Regions from separate parts of the Mus musculus genome. Here region 1 is linked to region 2. The links are chromatin contacts, called in public HiChIP or PLAC-seq maps. All regions are on one chromosome and are shown on one strand. The core of a region is the stretch at or near the end of the contact, and the rest is flanking DNA. Distances in the headings are between cores, read along the strand shown.

What was found. HiChIP or PLAC-seq counts read pairs in DNA pulled down with a chosen protein or histone mark.
Region 1: an H3K4me3 HiChIP or PLAC-seq map of embryonic stem cells shows a contact between it and region 2, with 2.8 times the contacts expected there. The contact joins two enhancer-like sites. A contact is called at or near these places in 3 of 484 Hi-C or Micro-C datasets (bone marrow-derived macrophages, embryonic fibroblasts and embryonic stem cells), 8 of 115 datasets of contacts at active chromatin or transcription factors (craniofacial prominence, embryonic basal ganglia, embryonic stem cells and 5 more) and 3 of 9 other capture datasets (adipose tissue, liver and pancreatic islet).

The regions. Positions count from the first base shown.
Region 1 is chr5:137,266,665-137,270,403 of GRCm38.p6, reverse strand. No RefSeq gene overlaps it. Among named protein-coding and RNA genes, the nearest start is that of Ache, 20 kb to the left of the region's middle. Within about 2 kb of position 1,608, at least 48 of the 459 cell types and tissues checked have an H3K27ac peak or open chromatin away from gene starts, as enhancers often do. A contact at or near this core is called in embryonic stem cells and intestinal crypt epithelium, where this site is marked.
Region 2 is chr5:137,188,255-137,192,303 of GRCm38.p6, reverse strand. It overlaps the pseudogene Gm20768. Among named protein-coding and RNA genes, the nearest start is that of Gm40349, 3.8 kb to the right of the region's middle. Within about 2 kb of position 2,658, at least 85 of the 459 cell types and tissues checked have an H3K27ac peak or open chromatin away from gene starts, as enhancers often do. A contact at or near this core is called in embryonic stem cells and intestinal crypt epithelium, where this site is marked.

The sequences.
Region 1 (3,739 bases), core at 359-2,858, 79 kb before region 2:
GTGGTACCCTCCCCCACCCACCAACCCACACCACGGTTGAACCAAGGGTCTGGAGCAGGCTATACAATCACTGCACACCCAGCTCTCATTGCAGAGTGGCCATAACCCAACTTGGGTTGCTGCCATTTTTTTTTAAACTAGAGCCGTAATTAACCAGAGGGCAACAGACATCTGTGGAAATGCGTGCCTGAACAGAGAAGAGGGTGGGTAGGAGGCTGTGGGGAACGGGATTATTTAACAAGGTGCACATATGTATCTGAGTGAACATATGTGCACCATATCCATGCAGGAGTCCTTAGAGGTCAGAGGAGGGCTACAGATCCACTGGAACTGAAGTTACAGATGGCCATGAGCCAACTCATACAGGTGTGGTGGAGCAAACCAGGGTCCTCCACAGAGCACTACCCGCTCTTACTTGGTCCTCCACAGAGCAGTACTCGCTCTTACTTGGTCCTCCACAGAGCAGTACCCGCTCTTACTTGGTCCTCCACAGAGCAGTACCCGCTCTTACTTGGTCCTCCAAGGAGCACTACCCGCTCTTACTTGGTCCTCCACAGAGCACTACCCGCTCTTACTTGGTCCTCCACAGAGCACTACCTGCTCTTACTTGGTCCTCCACAGAGCAGTACCCGCTCTTACTTGGTCCTCCACAGAGCAGTACCTGTTCTTACTTGGTCCTCCACAGAGCACTACCCACTCTTACTTGCTCAGCTGTCTCCCAACCAATTCAGAATCACGCTAGACGGACTGGGGCTATTCAGCTCAGTGGTAAAGTGCTTGCAAGCATTCCGGATGCCCCAGGGTTTGATCCCCAGTGCTACCCAAATTTTTTTTTTAAAAAATCAAATCATCTTCTGTTTTTCTTTTGAAAACTGTGTTCTTGTACACTTTGTATGTGGTTGATGGTCTATCTGCTGAGGAGTGTACTTTGTAGATCTTCCACTGTACTCTTGTCTCTTCCTCCTCCCACACATCTCTCCCTCTCCCAAAGACAACCCCCCAAATCTTGTATGTGTCCTTTTTAATTATTTTGTGTGTGTGTGCATGCGTGTATGCGTGTATGTGTGTTCGTAACACACCGCCCCTCCCCACCCCCACTTCCTCCCTCCCCATCCCCTCACCTCCAACTCCAACTCTCACTTCTTCACTTCCTACCTTATTTTTCCAGACAAGGTCTCTCACTGATCTGGAGTTCCCACATTGGTGAGGCGAGCTACCCAGTGAGCCCCTGGGACCTGCCTGTCTGTCTCCCCAGCCCTGGTTGTTACAGGCCTCGCACTGTCTTGCCTATGGGCTCTGAGAGACTTGAACCCTCCCGCCATTGCCTTCCACACTAAAGCAGCATTTTTGTCCCGGTGGCTAGCTGTCTTCCCTTCCTGGGACCCAGTCCAGTTCTTCTGATAGTGAAAAGACTTAGGTTAAATTCTGCGTTATTCCCCGTGGAGTCACAGTCTGAGTCCCACAGCTGTGGACAGAGGGTCGAGGGGACTTGAAGCAAAGCTGAAAGGCTGACAGGGCTTTGTTCTGGTCCTTTGTCTACAGGAGGCAGGGGAGGAAGGCGGAGTCCTTGGAAAGGATGGAGTCATGGGGGACAGGAAGGCCAAGGGTGGGGCTCTCCCACCTGGCCCCTAGTAGGCCTGCCCTAGCTTCCTGTTCCCTCCCTTTCTACAGCACTGATGTCCGGGTAGCGGGGAGAAGAGAGGGAGGCTGCGCAGCTCAAAGGTGAAATTGTTCTGTTTTCATTCCTGGCAGGGCAGAAAGCCAGTGCACCGCGTTGGGGCCAGGATCCACGGCTCACAGCTTCCACCCCCCACCCCACCCCCCCGGCTCTGGATCCGGTTCTGCTCCCAGCCTGCTGACGTCTATGTTGCTGCTCAGTCTCCTTTGGCTCCTCAGAGCCTCCCCTGGGGAAGCAGGTGAGGGGGGAGCTGCAGTGAGAGAGGGGCTGGTGAGACCCTCGGGACTCCTGATCAAGGATGGGCGGGGTGGGGCGGGGCGGGGTTGGCTGTGAGGCCTGCAGAGCAGGAAGAGGGGTCTCTCCCATCTCTGGCTGTCGAGGCTAGAAGGGGAGGAGAGAAGCCGCAGGCTTCTGATGCCTACACCTGCATCCTGGGGGCAGCAGCTGGCTGACAATGCTGCTTGGACTCTGCTTGCTGTCTGTCTCCCCTCTCTGCAGCTGCCAGCACTCCTCAGTCTACCCTCAACTCCCGAGCCCCTTTCAGGGGGAATTCTTCCTCCTTGTCCTGACACCTTTGCTCTTTTTATCGTCATTCACCACCACCACCATCACCACCACCACCACCACCACCACCACCACCACCACCACCATCACCATCACCACCATCACCACCACCACCACCACCACCACCATCATCACCATCACCACCATCACCACCACCACCATCATCACCATCACATCATCATCACCATCACCATCACCATCACCATCATCATCATCATCATCACTACTGCCACCTTCTCCTTCCTCACCTTCCTATCCCTGCTTCTGTTTCTCTCTTTCCTGCCCTCTCCTCCTCCTCTCTCTCTTTCCTCTTTCCTCTCTCCCCCTTTCTCTCCTCTCCACTCTGCCTTTTGCTGCTCACCTCGCCTTGGGGAACCTCAAAGCCTGCCTTGCTTTTCTCCCAGGATCTCCCAGGCTGGAGAGGCACAGTGGTTATCAGGGCATGGTGCTTACCCAGTGTGCAGGAGAGGCTCCCGGCTGGAGCACCAGCATCCCCTTCCCCAAAGGGAGGGGTAAACGAGCAAAGGGAGAAAAAAAAATAGCGCTGCCCCAAGACTATAAAGTGTGGGGCTCACACCTAAGGACCCCCAGTTCCTTTTTCCTCCCTCCTTTCTGACCTTTAGTGTTTGTTTCTGCTACAGCCCAACTGCAGAGCACTCCAGCGTCCCCTGCAGGCGACAGCTTTAGCAGACAGGGACCCAGCTGGGGAATCTTCATGCACCCTGCTTCCCCAGCGGCTGGGATGAGAGGTGACATCCCAGCTCATAGGAAAGGCATGCCTGAGTCCCTACACAGATGCTAAAGCCAGGTTACAAGAGATGGGGATGCTTCACGCTCACTCCCACTGTGGCTGTCTGATCCTTAGTGCTGTTATATGTAACACATGTGTTGTGTGTAATGAATGAAAGGGCCCAAGCTAGGAGTATTGTACATACCAGTAATTCTAGCACTCATGAGGCAGAGGTATGATGGCTGAGGGCACCTAAGCTGTGACTGACAGTTTTGCCAGGGAGAGATAAGTCTGTGTATTTGGAGGTATGGAGAGGACGCTTGCTGGACCAGTGTGATGACTCAGCACATAGAGATGTTGCTGACAAATCTGATCATCCGTGTTCCATCTCCAAGAGGAGAGAAAAGATGCTCAAGGTTGTCCTCTGGCTTCCACATTGCATTGTGGGTTCACGTTCCCTTCCTTACATATGTAATAAAATAAAATAAAATAAAATAAAACAAGCCAGGACAGAACCACTGTATAAAATGTGTATCCCCCACCGTGCATCACAGACCACAGAGGCCAGAGAGCACAATGGAGCTGAGGTTACAGGCAGCCTTAAGCTGCCTGACATGGATGCTGGGAGCCAAAGTCACCATGTTAGGAAGGGCAGCAAGCTCTCTGCTCAGACATCTCTTTCTGGATGCTTCCTCTTCTTCCAGGTCCCTTCATGCCTCGTGGTCCTCTCTGCCCATCCCTTAGTCTTAGCAGTCTATGGACTCCAG
Region 2 (4,049 bases), core at 1,409-3,908:
CCAGGGATATGTATGGAATATCAAAAATGGCATGTAACACCTTCTCTCTCTCCGTCCCTGTCCCGCCTTCTCTCCACGTGGCCATGGCTGGCCTCTCCTTCTCTCTTTCTACCTTCTCTCCTTTCTCCCTGCCTTCCTACAGTAGAAGCTCTAAAACTATCTAAACAGAAAAAAATGGCATGCAACCAGGTACACTAAGACTAGGCACGGACCTCACATCAGGCTGAATGAGGCAACCCCGGAGAAGGAGAAGGGTCCCAAGAGCCAGCAAAGGAGTCAGAGATGCCCTCATTCCCACTGTCAGGGGTCCCACAAGAACACCAAGCTATGAAGCCATAGCGTACAAGCAGAGGACCCATAAGGTCCCAGTTGTCACTTGAGTCTCTGTAAGCCCCTGTGAGCCCTGCTTAGTTGGCTCTGCCGAGATCCTCTCTTAATCGATAAGAGCTCACCAGCTCACGATCTCTATCTCTAGCTGCGTCCTGTATACACCACTGAGGGAGGCCTGACTTTATCCTGGCAACTGACCACCATTAGGGTGAATGATGCCAACCTTAGCTCAGGGAGAAAGGACAGAGCAAAATCAAACATTTACTAACTTTTTTTTAAAAAGTGGAGACTGGGGGGTGTGGTCTCAGTGGTGAAAGCTTTGCTTAGCAGGAAACCAAACCAAACAAAAGACAAAACATAAGTCAACCAACCAACAACAAAAACAAAAACAAAAACAAAAAACCAAAACCAAACAAAACAAAGAAAACCAAATTGGACCTGGTGGCACAGGCCTGTCACCTCAGCGACTTAGGAGGCTGAAGTATATGAGCATAAAGTCCGAGGCCTGACTGCAGGACCGAGTGAGTTTAAGGCCAGTCTCCACAACTTAGGGAAACCTCATCTCAAAATAAAAGTAACAGGAGGGCTGGCGTCTACCTCACTGACAACCGGCTGACCTCTGTTCTCCCAGCACTAGGATTAAAGATCTGTGTCTCCATGCCAGCCAGATCTACATCTTTGTCACCTGTTAGACCCAGCAGCCGGCAGAACAGAGCTATTCTCTGTCATCACAAGGCCCTGATGGAAAAGTTATCACAGCAGCTGTGCCAAGACCAATCAGTGCGATTCAGGTAGAGGGTAAAATAATGCTTACGGTTTTAGAAATTATAAGTCATGAATTGTCAATTCATGAAAAAGACTGACAGATTACTGTTGGTTTTCTCGTTGGGTTTTTGTTTTATTTTATTTAGAGTACTGGGAATTGAATCTAGGGCTTCATTTATGATAGAAAAAAAGTGCTCTGCCACTGAGCCACGCCCCCAGTCCCTCACTGGGGGGTTCTAGGCTGGGGCTCTACCACTGAGCCACGCCCCTAGCCCCCTCACTGTGGGATTCTAGGCAGGAGCTCTACCACTGAGCCACACCCCCAGCCCCTCACTGGGGGATTCTAGTCAGGGGCTCTATCACTGAGCCACGCCCCCAGCCCCTCACTGGGGGATTCTAGGCAGGGACTCTACCACTGAGCCACACCTCCAGCCCCTCACTGGGGGATTCTAGGCAGGAGTTCTACCACTGAGCCACGCCCCCTGCCCCTCACTGAGGTATTCTAGGCAGGGGCTCTACCACTGAGTCATATATCCAGCTCATTCTTGTGTGGATGAATGGGAGTCGGATATTCTATTCCCATCCATATCAGATACTCTCTCTGTGAATACGCGTGGTGTGTGTGTGTGTGTGTGTGTGTGTGTGTGTGTGTGTGTGTGTGTAAGAGAGAAGGAGAGGGAGAAAAGGTCTGTAGGAGGCAGAGGTTAGCATAGAGATCTTCCTCAATCACTTCCCACTTTTAAAAAGTTTGTTGTTGTTGTTTTAACTTTTAAAATTTACTCTTGTCTCACATTAAGGTATATTCTGACTACAGTTTCCACTCCATCCTCCCCTCGCACTCCCATTTCCTCTCTTTTCATTTCCCTTCAGAAAACAGCAGGTCTCCCAGGGATATCAACCAAACATGGTGTATCACGTTGTAATAGGATTAGGTGCCTCCCCTTGTTTTAATGCTGGATGAGGCAACCCAGTAGGACGGAAAGCAGGCAGAAGAGTCAGATATACCCCCAACTCCTTCTGTTAGGAGTTCCACAAGAAGATTAAGCTACACATATTAAGACAGAGTCTCTTGCTAAGCACGGAGCTTCCTGCTTTGACTAGATTGTACAGTAAGGCCTTAGCATCCTTTTGTTCTGTCTCCCCAGGGCCAGGACTAAGGATGTGTTTTACCACACCTGGCTTTTCATGTAGATGCTCAGCACCCAAACTCAGGTCCTACTGCTTAAGCTGCAAACATTTTGCTGACTAAGAAATGTCCACAGCCTACTTGGTTGTTGTTGTTGTTGTTGTTGTTGTTGTTGTTGTTGTTGTTGTTGCTATGACAAATGACCTGACAGCAGCAACTTTAGGAAAGAACAGTTTCTTTTATTCCATCTGGGATCCCAGCCAGTGGGATGGTACCGCCCATACCCGGGGTTGGCTTTCCCTCCTGATCTATAATTCTCTGGAAACACCCTCAAAGATGGACCCGAAAGAGTCTAGGTGTGTCTAGATGATTCCAAATCCAGACAAGCTGACAGTGAAGATTGGCTGCTGCAGATGTGATATAAGAAATGGTGCTGCGGGGCGGAGCCGCGGCGGGCCTCTGGGCGGAGGTAACCGTGTTTCCGTTGAGGTCTCTGGGCTGCTCGGGCTCGGAGGGGTGGCCCCGGGGATCGCGGCGCGGCCTGGGGCCCGGTGGTGGCCCAGCGGCTTGCTGCCGAGCCCGGGGGCGAAGGAAGCGGCTCTTCCTCTCCAGCCCCTGCCCTCCGTGCTCGGGCGCACACCTCCTCCCTGACGCATTTTGCCGCACAAGCTGTAATATGGCCGCAGCGACGGCGGCCTGGCTCCCAGGAGCTAGGTTCGTGTTGGAGGCTTCGGAACCCAGAGAAGGAGCGCTGCGGCGTGGAGCAAAACAATTGGCTCGGGCATCCTTGGTGGATTTTTGGTTTTTATTGTTTCCCCCAACTTAAAGACTGAAGTGTTGGAACCATGGGGATAAAGGTCCAGCGTCCTCGATGGTTTTTTTTTTTTTTTGTTTTTGTTTTTGTTTTGTTTTTTTTTTTTTTACATTGCCATTAATAATCAACCTGCTAGAAGAGTTGTCTTTGAATTATTTTCCCAGTGTATATCCCAAAACATGTGAGAACTTTCGCTGCCTTTGTACAGGTGGAAAAGGGACAGGGAAATCAACTCAGAAGCCATTACATTATAAGAGCTGTCTCTTTCATAGAGTTGTCAAGGATTTCATGGTTCAGGGTGGTGACTTCAGTGAAGGGAATAGAAGAGGAGGAGAATCTATTTATGGAGGATTCTTTGAAGATGAGAGTTTTGCTGTTAAACTCAGCAAAGAGTTTCTCTTATCAATGGCCAACAGAGGAAAGGATACAAATAGTTCTCAGTTCTTTATAGCAACAAAACCAACTCCTCATTTAGATGGGCACCATGTTGTTTTTGGGCAAGTGATCTCTGGTCAGGAAGTTGTGAGAGAGATTGAAAACAAGAAAACAGATGCTGCTAGCAAACCATTTGCTGAAGTTCGGATACTCAGTTGTGGAGAGCTGATTCCGATGTCTAAGGTTAAGAAAGAAGAAAAGAAAAGGCATAAGTTTCCCCCCCCCCCCCAACCAGTGACTCAGATAGCTCACCCGATTCTCCGTCCTCCTCCGAGTCTTCTGATTCTGAAAGTGCTTCTGAAGAAAAATCCAGAAAGAGGAAAAAGAAACATAGGAAAAATTCTCGAAAGCATAAGAAGAAGAAGCGAAAGAAAAGCAAGAAAAGCCCATCTGAAAGTGAAGCAGAAAATGTTGATGCACAGCCCCAGTCTACTCTCTGTCCAGAAGAGATCCCTCCTATACCAGAAAATAGATTTTTAATGAGAAAAAGTCCTCCTAAAGCCGATGACAAGGAGAGGAAAAACAGAGAGAGAGAGAGAGAGAGAGAGAGAGAGAGAAATCCCACCTAACTCCCAGCCT